Linked DNA regions of Hordeum vulgare: all the other regions are linked to region 3. A link is a contact called in public Hi-C data. All regions are on one chromosome and are shown on one strand. Each heading gives the region's core, a stretch centred on a gene start, on an enhancer-like site or on the middle of the called end of the contact. The rest is flanking DNA. Distances are from core to core; before and after follow the strand shown.

What was found. Hi-C and Micro-C count contacts between places; a contact is called where the count stands out from the background.
Region 1: a contact with region 3 is called in a Hi-C map of seedling, with 3 times the contacts expected there. The contact joins the promoter of LOC123401392 here to the promoter of LOC123401170 in region 3. A contact is called at or near these places in 3 of 6 Hi-C or Micro-C datasets (leaf and seedling) and 1 of 1 datasets of contacts at active chromatin or transcription factors (embryo).
Region 2: a contact with region 3 is called in a Hi-C map of leaf, with 2.9 times the contacts expected there. The contact joins the enhancer-like site here to the promoter of LOC123401170 in region 3. A contact is called at or near these places in 4 of 6 Hi-C or Micro-C datasets (leaf and seedling) and 1 of 1 datasets of contacts at active chromatin or transcription factors (embryo).

The regions. Positions count from the first base shown.
Region 1 is chr6H:382,590,101-382,593,953 of MorexV3_pseudomolecules_assembly, forward strand. LOC123401392 reads left to right here and starts at 2,568. Exons shown (of 5, transcript XM_045095179.1): 1 at 2,568-2,986. The coding sequence starts at 2,726.
Region 2 is chr6H:382,979,149-382,983,102 of MorexV3_pseudomolecules_assembly, forward strand. It overlaps LOC123404355 (regulator of nonsense transcripts UPF2), which reads right to left. Exons shown (of 17, transcript XM_045098274.1): 17 at 2,945-3,954. The coding sequence ends at 3,393. Among protein-coding and RNA genes, the nearest start is that of LOC123404355, 19 kb to the right of the region's middle. Within about 2 kb of position 2,438, at least 2 of the 3 cell types and tissues checked have open chromatin away from gene starts, as enhancers often do. A contact at or near this core is called in leaf, where this site is marked.
Region 3 is chr6H:382,828,308-382,831,963 of MorexV3_pseudomolecules_assembly, forward strand. It overlaps LOC123401170, which reads left to right and starts at 1,619. Exons shown (of 3, transcript XM_045094908.1): 1 at 1,619-1,775.

The sequences.
Region 1 (3,853 bases), core at 1,318-3,817, 240 kb before region 3:
ATGATTTTGCTGCTTATACTTATAAGTATTGCTATGTTATTGTTTGTTAATTCACCGTTTCTCAATTAGCATACATGCATAAGGTTACATAATGGGTAGCATGTCACATAAAAAGTTATGTTTTTATCAGTTACCTACTCGAGGACGAGCGGAAATTATGCTTGGGGATGCTTGATACTTCTCCAACATATCTATATTTTTTGATTGTTCCATGCTGGTATATTATCATTCCAGAATACTTTTTGGGTATTTATTTACCAATTTATATTATTTCTGAGCACTAGCCTATTGATCCAGTGTCCAGTGCCAATTGTTGTTTTGTGCATGTTCTTCACTTTTCAGGTTTTCAATACCAAACAAAGTCCAATTGACCTAAAACTTTTTAAAGATTTTTTCTGGACCAAAAGAAGACCAACGAGCATCAGAAGAAGGTTGGAGGCCACCCGATGGCCCCACAAGCCAACACGAGGCGACCGGGGGGGGAGCGCCCTCATGGCTTGTGGGCCCCTCGAGGCCCTCCCGACTCTGTTTTCTGGTTTATGAATTCTCATATATCCTAAAAAACCCTAGAAGCAGCCTCGAAACACTTTTTACGGCGCCACAAGTCTCTGTTCCAACAGGAGGTCATCTGGAGCTCCGTTTTGGAACCTTGTCGGAGGGGGGATCGATCACGGACGACCTCTTCATCAACCTTGTTGCCTTCATGATGATGTGTGAGTAGTTCACCACAGACCTACGGGTCCATAACTAGTACATAGATGTCAATCTCTCCCTCTCTTGATCTTCAATACAATGATCATCGCATCTTCGCTTTGATCCATATGGTGTAATCCTTTTGTGTGGTGCGTTTGTTGGGATCCGATAAATTATGGGTTTATGTTTAGATTATTCATGATAAATATTTGAGTCTTCTCTCAATACTAATATGACTCTGATGTGCATGCCTATGATAGCTTCGTAATTCTCTCCGATCTATTAAAATAGTTTGGCAAACTAGATTGATATTTCTTCGACGAGAGAGGTGCGTTGTAGTAGGTTCAACCTGACGAATTTCTATATCCCATTCACAGAAGGGACAAGCCGCGTCTTTGTGTTGCTGCTACTAAGGATAACACAATGGGGTTTATTTATATTGCTTGAGTTTGATTTGTCTACATCAAGTCATCGTTCTCCATGCATTACTTTATTTTTCTTAATACTCTAGATGCATGATGGATAGCGGCCGATGAGTGGAGAATAGTAATAGGTGCACGCAGGAGTCGACTTGTTTGTTTATGAACGTGGTGCCTATATACACATGATCATTACCGTGAATATCGCATAACTATCCGCTTTTCTATCAATTGCCCAACAGTAATTTGTTTACCCATCGTATGTTGTTTTCATGAGAGATGCCATTAGGAAAAATAACGTCCCTCAGATTTATTCACATATATTTACAAAACCTTCAATACCTTGTTGCTATTTACTTGTTTTTATTTTATTTTGCAATTTACAATTATCTAGACACCTCACTTGCTTGCAAATAACGAGACCAAGGGGATTGACAACCCTCTTAACCGCGTTGGGTTTAAGTTGGTTGTTTTCTTTTGTGTGCAACCGTTGAAGACGGTTGTGGTTGATATTTTTATTGATTCGATATAAACCTTGATTTCATAACTGAGGAAAAAAAATTACTCACATTATACTGCAATTACCCGTTCCTTTTTACGAAATTCAACGTAGATTACAAGTATGAGCTGGTTTCATTAAACTAACATAACCATCAGAGCTACGCTCAATTATCAAACATTCTTTAGTCTTTTTCCGATTTAAACATTCTTTAGTTTGGAAATATTAGAATATGCGATGGTCTAGTTGAAAATTTCAAGGCACCAATTTTTACATCATCTGCTACAGCAGAAAAATCTTAGATGATCTAAAGCCTTCCCTTTTCTGCCCATAGCATTTTTTTGCTGCCCTAATGCAGTTTCGCGAGTCTTTCAAAGCTGCCACGTACCTCCAAATGAAAATGACGTTTAGGCCATCATAAATGAATAACCCAAGATTTTTTTTCTTTCATGTAACTGAATGAGATGTCCAACAACTAAACATGTGTAGAAACTCTACTCGCACACGGATCGTGGTGTAGTGCCAGTTGGATCTCCGAGCAGTCAGCGGCTGTTTTTTTAATGCGCCGGAAACATCGATGGGGCACACATGGAGGCATGATGGACGACGCGTGCGGTGCGGAAAGCCTCCAAATCCCAGTCCGGCGCCCGTAGATCGGAGCAGGTGACCGGCTGCTTGCCGTGCGTGTTTGACTCGCTCGTGCCCCCGAACCCAAGGCAGACGAGCATTCCCCTGCCTCTTTGCCAAGCCACCGAAAGAAAGATGCAAAACTTTGCTTCCCGATCGCTGAGGAATTGGGTGCTTTCGTGGTGTGGTTGTAGTCGATCCGAACCGTCGGTTTCCCAGGCCCGGACGAACGCGTAACGGGCATACGGCACGGTACGACTTCGTTCTACTGCTTGTGTGGTTGGACGCGTGCGTTCCATCCATCGTCCTCATTTCCCCACCCCACCCCACCCCACCTGGACGCCGAATCACCAAAAAGTAGTGCTGGGAGTTCTCGAGAGAGAGAGCCAGCAAGGAGGCAGCGCGGAGGCCAGGCCACCGTCGCGTGGCGTCCCACCACCACCCTCCCTATCGGATCCCGCTGCGCGCAGATCCGCGAGCCCCGGCAATGGCTTCCACGCCGGCGGACGGAGCAGGCGAGCCGGTCGAGGCCAAGGGCAAGGGGAAGGAGGAGGGGGAGAAGAAGAAGGCGGGAGGAGGGGTGCTGGGGAGGATGTGGCGCGGGATCTTCGGCGGCCGCGAGGACTACGAGAAGCGCCTGCAGTACCTGTCCAAGGAGGAGGCCGCCGTGCACGCGCGGATGCGCCGCCGGACCCAGTTCTCCCGCCGCACCGTCCGCAACATCATCGTCCTCTCCGTCCTCGCCGAGGTCGCCAAATCCCCTAACCATCCCGCTCTTTGTTCCTTCTCCAATTTACTACGCGTGTGGATGTCATATCTGAGATGATCATGGTCTGCTCTAGCGGCCGTGGGTGCGCCTAGGTTTGGATTCGCGGTGATTCCATTTGTTCACGCTCGGAGATTTGGCTGCCTCAATGTTTTCTCAGTCGAACTTTCGGAGTTTTTCTTTTTTCTTTCCGTGCTTCTGTGCGTGCGCGTACGCGGTCGTGTGCGAGGTTGTGAACATGCGATTGGGGTGTTATATTTTCCCCGGAGGTTAAAAGCGAACCAGCTTTGTTGGAACGAAGTAGACAGAGTGCTTTGAAAGTTCGGGATCATCCATGCTGATTAGACATGGCCAGTTGGCCACATGGGCGGATACACTGCGTTTCTGGTTCATAGATTCTAGAGTAGATCTTCTTACTGGGAAGAGATGCACAGATTTTCGCTATGATTGTTCTGTCAGATATTCATGTTCACAAGTCAATGCTGTTTGTGGATTCCTTTCCTTTTGGAGTTATTACTGTGTACGCCTGCCCAAAATGTTCAGTTGTGTGCTACTGTTTTCAAAGTAGAAATTGATGTATGTTGAATTATATGTTTAGATTGTCAATGCATAAGAAACCAATGTTGCGCAATTTGTGTATTTCCAGGAACAATATTTTATAATCTAGTTGCAGTTTGGTGTATTTGAGGTATCATTAGAACAACACTAAGTAGGATTGCCGAGAGGGTTTATTTTTTGAGTATCTGCCGAAAAGGAAACACTGGTTTCCTCTTATGCTGTGGTGAGAGTCTGTTTGGGGATTCACAGCTTGCCTCTGCGATCCTCTAGTTATGTGAATTGTTGAGTTCT
Region 2 (3,954 bases), core at 1,188-3,687, 150 kb after region 3:
TGCCAAGTGCGTGATACAGATCTTTCAGTCGACATTTTAATCATGGATCGAAAGAATGTTTGCCACCGCAAACATGAGCCAGCTTTCCACTGCATGCATGCTCATCCTTTTTGCGTCCACTGTAGGAAATCCAGCAAGTAGCACATATACTACTAGCATCCAGCGGCATGCATGCATTGATGCATGCAAGAAGCAAGGCTAGGTTTAGCTATATATACCCGGCCTGTCGCGATCATGGTTTGTAGTTGTAGTACTACATGTGTAACATGAAACTGCTACAAGAGGATAAGCATAAGGCGCCGGTAAAATAAAACCCACTAACCCAGGGGCAAGCCTTGGGGCATGTGTAAAACTCTGAAGCACCGAAACTTCAAAATCAGCTGTGTCGGCGTACAAAACGTAGTCGATAAGTCGATAGGCGGCTCATGCCCGTATCCTCGAAGTATCATGTTTTACAATTTAAAAATAAAATAAAATAATATCGATACTTCGCCAATACGCCCTAGACGTCGTCGAGGATAGGGGAGGGCAGCCAACCCAGTAGAAGCCCACCTTCTAAAAGGATCTCTAGCAGACCCCATATAAGTGATCAAATCCGTAAAAAAAATCTATTTTACAATTTTGTTCGTAAAAAATGTACAGAACAGAAACCGTAAAAGTGGTATAACCCGTAAAAAATTTAAAAGGCATGATAAAGCCGCACCCGAAACCATTATTTTTTAAGGTTGAAAGACCGATTCTAGGAGGGGGCCGTATACCTGTCAAACCTCGTCGAAGCAAACACGCCGCTGCGGATTTTGCTCAGATTCATTACCGCACGCCGAAAAAAACCGCTGGACGCCACAATCGATCGCCGCCGGTTTGAATTGGACGAGCTCGACCACGCCATAGCCTCCCATGACCTCAGCCTGGCCGTCGGAGTCCTCCCAGCGCGGCAGGCAAAGGGGCACGGCACGGCCGACGTTGCTGGCAACAGAGCAAGTCTCTGACGACGGAGACGACGGGGCATGCCCGACGGGCGACAAGGCATGAACGGTGAGGTTGGGCGCGGAGCATGGCCGACGGGTGACGGGGCGCGTCCGACGAGGTTGGATGCGGCCGTTAGATCGAAGGAGGAGCTCTTTATTACAGTTTAACAGTTTTTTTTACAGTTTCTGTTCGGACATAGCTAAAATAAACCTTTAAAATATCAATTTTTTTGACCCATGTCTCATTTTTATAGTTTGCGTTTTTACAGGGTTTAGATGCTCTAACCTAGGGCGCTCTTTCTCTCTCTATCTATCTGGTCAATTGAGTAGGCACAAGATTTGGATTGAGTGACCGCATAAGCGCATTGTCGCTGCTGCTGCCTGGAATCGATTTTCTGCTGCTCGCTGCTCGCCTCGGCCGCCTATGGCCAGCAAAGTACTAACTTATTTTTCCAGTCCCTGCTCTCCTCCACTCATCCCGTGCTGGCCTGTCGGGTGTTGGCTTGCTGCCATTCTAGTGCATGGCTGCTTTGCTTTGCTGCATAATGCTGTTGATTACTGTTGCTGACATACTAATGTTGCTGTTGTTGAGACTAGAGATCGACATATATTAACATAAATATGTGGGCACATACCACATGGGTTTGAAAAAAGGCACAGAGGCAACAAACAATGCAGCATTTTGATCCAAGCAATATTTTTTTATCTTTATTGCATATATATTGTTATTAATTATGTATATATGCTCACAATATATATCACTGTATTGCTGTTTCTAGAAAACACCGTATCCCGTATCCCCGTATCTGTATCGATGCTTCATAGGTGATAGGTGTAAAAGAGGGGGAAATGCATGCATAGCATATATTGCTTGCACACGAAGGAAGGCACGGCCTTGCTTTTCCACGTACGTCAGTGAGCGGCCGGGCCGGTGAGAGGGAAATGCATCTCTATCCAACCAACTAGGGACCGAGAAGGGAACTACTCGTACGTACCAGCGGGCGGCCGAAAGAAGGCAAGGCACGCACTGAGACGAGAAAAGAAGGAAGACAGACAGACAGCAACCATACTGGAGTGGCTACTGGCGCTAGACCGCCGGACCGGTAATGCGATGCGGATGCAGAATCTAAAAGCACTAGTTGCGGTGAGGGGGGTCAAAGGTTCGCCGTCCACCCGCGCCAGATTCTTCTTCCTCACGGAGCCAGCAGGGAGGCGACACGACGCTCTCGGAGATTCCGGCCGCATCGATTCGATGCCACCCGGAAACTGGTTCTTTCTCTCTCCCAGTGCTGTAGCTCTGGCATCCCGGCCCTAAAGAGAAAATCATGGCCGCGACTATGGACGGACAGGGTAGTTTGTTCCTCACCCGACTCTATGTCTGGCTGTTGCTACGCTACCTAGGTACAGATCAGGACCGCATTATCACGGATCTGACCAGCAGCAGCTGTGGTGCAGGTGCGGCACGAACAATGGCCGCCCCGCCTGTGGATCTCTCTAACTAGAGAAACGCATGTGGATGTGCCTTGAGGGTAGACGGCGTAGCCATCCTGTTTCTCCGTCGTGATCATTCCGCGTAAAAGTAGCATCAGATCGTGGCAGACATGGTTGTACAGATGCATATACGCGCACGCAAACAGCCTCTAGCGCACCAAGCGGAAGCGATCGGTCGATTAGACGGAAATCATCATCAGGGGGAACTAGTTTGTTGATTTGATCGCTCCCAGTTTCTGACTTGGATTTCCCTCAAACAAAAAAAAAGTTTCTGACTTGGATTCGACCACATATATTGCAGCTACACGGCTGCGGGGAACCTTTGAGGTTTCGCGCCGCGAACCTGCGAGCCACTGAGCAGGCTGCAAGTCTGGCAGATTTTTACCAACTTCCAGAATTTGGTGTAATAATACAATAGAAATGATTTGACTTGTGTTCCACGTTTCAGAAGGATGTCAGCAATGTTGCACACTAAGGCAGAAGAATGAGCATGATCGGTGTTTATTCTCGTCTATGGTTTATACAAACACACTGGCATGGCATCCAAGCAACAATTCTGGCACGTGGAAGATTTGCAAATAGCAACACCACATCTACATTCAGGTAGATATGCACGCTCCAAGTTTACAGCTGAAGCAAGGTGTCCCTCCAGTACAAAAGAAAATCTTTATGTACACATTAACAAACCAGCCCAACTGAACAACTTCAGCAGAAGAACGCCCTTTCAGACATTCTTCTCCTTCGTCAGCGGTATTGTCGTTTTATTGTCAAGTGGGGCCCGGCTCTATAGTCGACCCACCACTTGTATTCAGAGGTGAAAAGCCTTTTCTATCATCCTGTTTACGTCCTGTCAAACTAATTCAAGGCATCCTCTTCTCCGTTAGGAGTTTGACACCATTGCCCTGTCAAAAACCTCAGGGACAACTATGGCATTCATCTTCTCCTGCCATATCCTTGGTAGAAACCACCAGCAGCATGGTGACGCCGAGCGCCTCCCCTGATCCAGCCATCCCAATTGCCCCGCCCACCTGATCTAATACTGCTGCCAGTGTTGCTCCCTCCTTGACCCCAGTTCCCCATTTGTGACGATCCGCCATTCATTTCTTCTTCCTCCCTCTCGTTGTATTCAAGGATCCTTCGCTTAATGTTCTGCTTCTCCTCAAGCTCAGCAGCTTCTTGCTGCTTTGTGCTCTGTACAAGAGAGCAGTCGCCAGGGACGAACATCTGCTTCGTCTGTTGCTTGTGCCCTTTCTTCATTAGCACCTTAACGCGCACCTTGCTGCCACCGCCAGCATTACCACCCTCTTCATCCATAGTTTCTTCTCCACTCTCAGACTCCACAGCCCTTGCATCCTTTGAACCTTCAAGGACATTCATTGGTACCTTCATGTTCAAACTGGACCTGGAACGCACCTCCGATTTACGTGACTCCAAACTCTCCTGTAGAAGGGCTTTCAGCTCTCGGTCAAAGTCTTCTTGCTCCTTGGGATCAACC
Region 3 (3,656 bases), core at 369-2,868:
GGCATTTCCTTCTTTGAAAGGACTACTTTGATACAACAAACCCATTGTTCAAACATAAAAAATTCCGCCGTCCTTTCCGTATGAGTAGGCATCTTTTCAACCGTATTAGAGAGGGGGTGGTCGGCTATGATGACTATTTCGAGTGTAAAGAGGATGCCGTTGGCAAGATAGGTTTTTTCCTCTTATCAAAAATGCACTGCCGCCATCCGAATGCTTGCATACAGATGATCTCATTGCCGAGTACGTCCGTATGAGCGAGTCTACTTGCCTAGAGTCCCTGTATAAGTTTTGCAAGGTTGTTATTGCTGTGTTTGGCCCTGAGTACTTGAGAGAGCCGACTACTAAAGATACAACCCGTTTGTTGGCCATGAATGCCAGCATGGGTTAGGGATGCTTGGTAGCATAGACTGCATGCACTGGGAGTGGAAGAACTGCCCTTCTGCTTGGCAAGGGCAGTATCAGGGCCATGTCAGGGCTTGCACTGTCATAATAGAGGCCGTGGCGTCTGAAGATCTCTGGACCTGACACTCTTTCTTTGGCATGGCCGGATCACACAATGATATCAACGTGCTTCAGCGCTCGCCGGTGTTTGCTAGGCTTGTCGAAGGCAACAACCCACCAGTGAACTTTACTGTCAAGGGCCACAACTACGACAAAGGATACTACCTGGATGATGGTATCTATCCTTAGTGGATTATTGTCAAGACAATACCATAGCCTGTCGGAGAGAAGAGGAAAAGATTTGCCCAAGAGCAAGAGAGTGCTAGGAAGGTTGTCGAGCGTGCCTTTGGTGTTTTGCAATCTCGATTGGGCATCGTTCGGTATCCTGCTAATACCTGGAGCACGCAGAAACTATGGGAGGTGATGACTGCTTATGTGATCGTGCATAATATGTTCGTAGAAGACGAGCGCCCGGAACGTCTGTACGATCAAGGGTTTCAGTTTCAGGGTGAGAATGTTGTGCGTGAGCATGAAGGAGCGGCAACGTTTGAACAGTTCACCTAATTTTCATCAAGACATCCGTGATTGAGAAACTCACGTGCAACTGCAAAATGATTTGGTTGAGCATATGTGGGCTGATGTTGGCGACCAATAGATTTATCTTCTTTTATTCGTTTGCAAAACTATGTGAGAACTATGTGATTTTCATTCGGCTTGTAATAACTATGCTATTTTATTCGATCCAAATTATGTTATTTGATTCAAACTATGCAAATTCATGCAAAATATGACGGCCAGCCGGCCATGCCGACACATATGGGTCGACGCCGACCCATATCTAAAACAGGACGGACGCGGGGTGGGCGGCTGATCCAAACGGACAAAAAAAACGGACGAAATCGCCGTCCGTTTGGGTCGCTTCATTGAAGTTGCTCTAACTTTTACTTCCGTTTTAAAAAGAAAAAAATAACCTGAAAATGGATTCTATACCTTGCAACGGTTACAAACGTGTCCGAGCCCCCCATCGGCATCCAAACCGGACAGTGACAATTGCATGGGGACTGGGGAGGCTTCGCATCGCCACCTCTCACAGATAATCGGTCCTAGCTAGCGACTTTGGCCGTGTCCGCCGGATAGAGTACGCAGGGTAGCACATAGGAGTATATGTATAATAAAACTGACGCCCAACATAAAGCTCGTCGTCCTTCCCGTCGTACTACTAGATCGTGGTCTCTCTCTCTCTCTCTCAGTATTGGTGCCTAGGAGACCGCGCGGCAGGAGAGGAGCCCCCCTCCCTCCCTCCCTCCTCTTCTACCGACGCCGTCGAGGTCGAGGTACGCCACGCACGCTCCTTGTTTCTCCGCACCTCATTACTTACTCCCGCACCTAATTGGCATTAGCTGGGATTTAGTTTAATCGATTGGTTCACGATGGAGGGAGGGGAGGGGCACACAGAGTTGGACGGAAACAGCGGCGGAAGCAGGAGTCGCTGCTCCAAATTCCCCCCATTTATTTAACCTTGATTATCGTTAGAGCCTTAAATTTAAGGGACAAATAAGGGGGCAATTTTTTTAAAAAAACTTTCTTGAGGCGTCCTCTGTTGAGAACACCCAGCTTCCTCGCTTTATTTCCCCTTCATCATGCAAGAATTCCCCCCCTTTCCCCATCTTTTGAAGATCCTTTTGTTTTTCATGGCTATAGGTTCCCCCCCGTTTAACCCAGCCCGTCCCTTGGCATTTATCGGGGAGGGAGTGGAGAGGGGAACTGAGAAGGGCCTGATTTGATTCCTGGTAAGTGGAGCGGGGTAGCCACTGTTGGGCGGAAAGGAATCTATGTTGGTTGGTTCGCCATTAATGCCGCTTCGTTTGCTTTTCCCTCGCCGTGATCTGGAACATGCTAAATCCGATCGGGCGATCCTGTTCGATCAGACTCGCTTGCTCGACTGGGTTGAGTTCATCCATGCCGCTCCTTTTCGTTCTGTTGAGATTCTTTCTTCTCTACCACGGACGATCCCTGTTGCTCAGCAAAGTTCTCTCCGCGAGAAAAGTCGTAGCGATTTCCAATTTCCGTCGGTCCACCCTTTTCTTTTATTCCAGTTACTACAATCCAATCTGTTTTGTTGAGAAACTTTGGATGGGGGATAGTATACGAGGTTCAAAAGAAGTCTGAATGAATGAATTGTCAAATGCTTAGTTAGTAGACGCGCTTAATCTGAATATCTGATCGTCGTAATGATCTTTTAACTACAACAGTTTGATCTTTCTCTTCTTCGCAAAAAAAAAACAGTTTGATCTTTCTCTGTCGCTGCACCGCGTCCTTCGTGTTTCTATATTCCATTCCCTGTTTCTAGTAAGTACCAGTAGTACTAGCTAATTCATGCACTTCACCTTTCTGTGGCCCCTCTCATTGACATTACCGTACTCTTCTCCTTTTGACTTCTTGCTTAGCATTTCAAACATATTACACAGCAGCTCCCACTGAGAATGTTACTGTCAGTTTGCACAAACTACTTTAGAGTTTAGAGTAAAGATTTGTGCTTTCCACCACGTTCCACGTTTGATAAGCAGGTGAGACTGTCATTTTCATGAGGTCATAGTCATACAGACAGTGGCCGAGCTAGAACCAAAACCCTGTGGCTGTGGGGCCAACTAATCTAAACTTTCTGGCACTTAAAGTCTTAAAGTATGTTCCAAAATAATGAAAAATAGTATTGAATGCAACATGTTTTTTATTTATTTGAGAAACTCTGAAAGTAACAGTCCGACGTTGTTGTGAAGCGGCGTGTGGATGATAGTAAAAAAGTACTTCCTCTGTTCCAAAATAAGTGACTCAACTTTGTACTAACTTTAAAGTTAGTACAAAGTTGAGTCACTTAATTTGGGATGGAGGGAGTATAAAATAGAGGGTTGAATGAATGGTCATTTATTAGGGAATTTATGTGTGCTAAATACGTCATTTCGGAAATACCAAACTTGTACCATATTTGTTTGCATATCTATTTTGTCATTATACTTTTGTATTCCATTCTTTGTAATTTTCTGAAATAAATAACAGAAGCCCAAGTTTACAATGTTTCCCTATCTCAGTTCCCAAGTTTCCGACCTTCCCTCTGAATTCTTACGATTGCAACTTGCAAAGGGTGACGGTTTCTCATCGAAAAAAGGGGTAACGGTTGTGATTATCTCTCTCATAAAGTATGCATGTCTTCCTTGGGG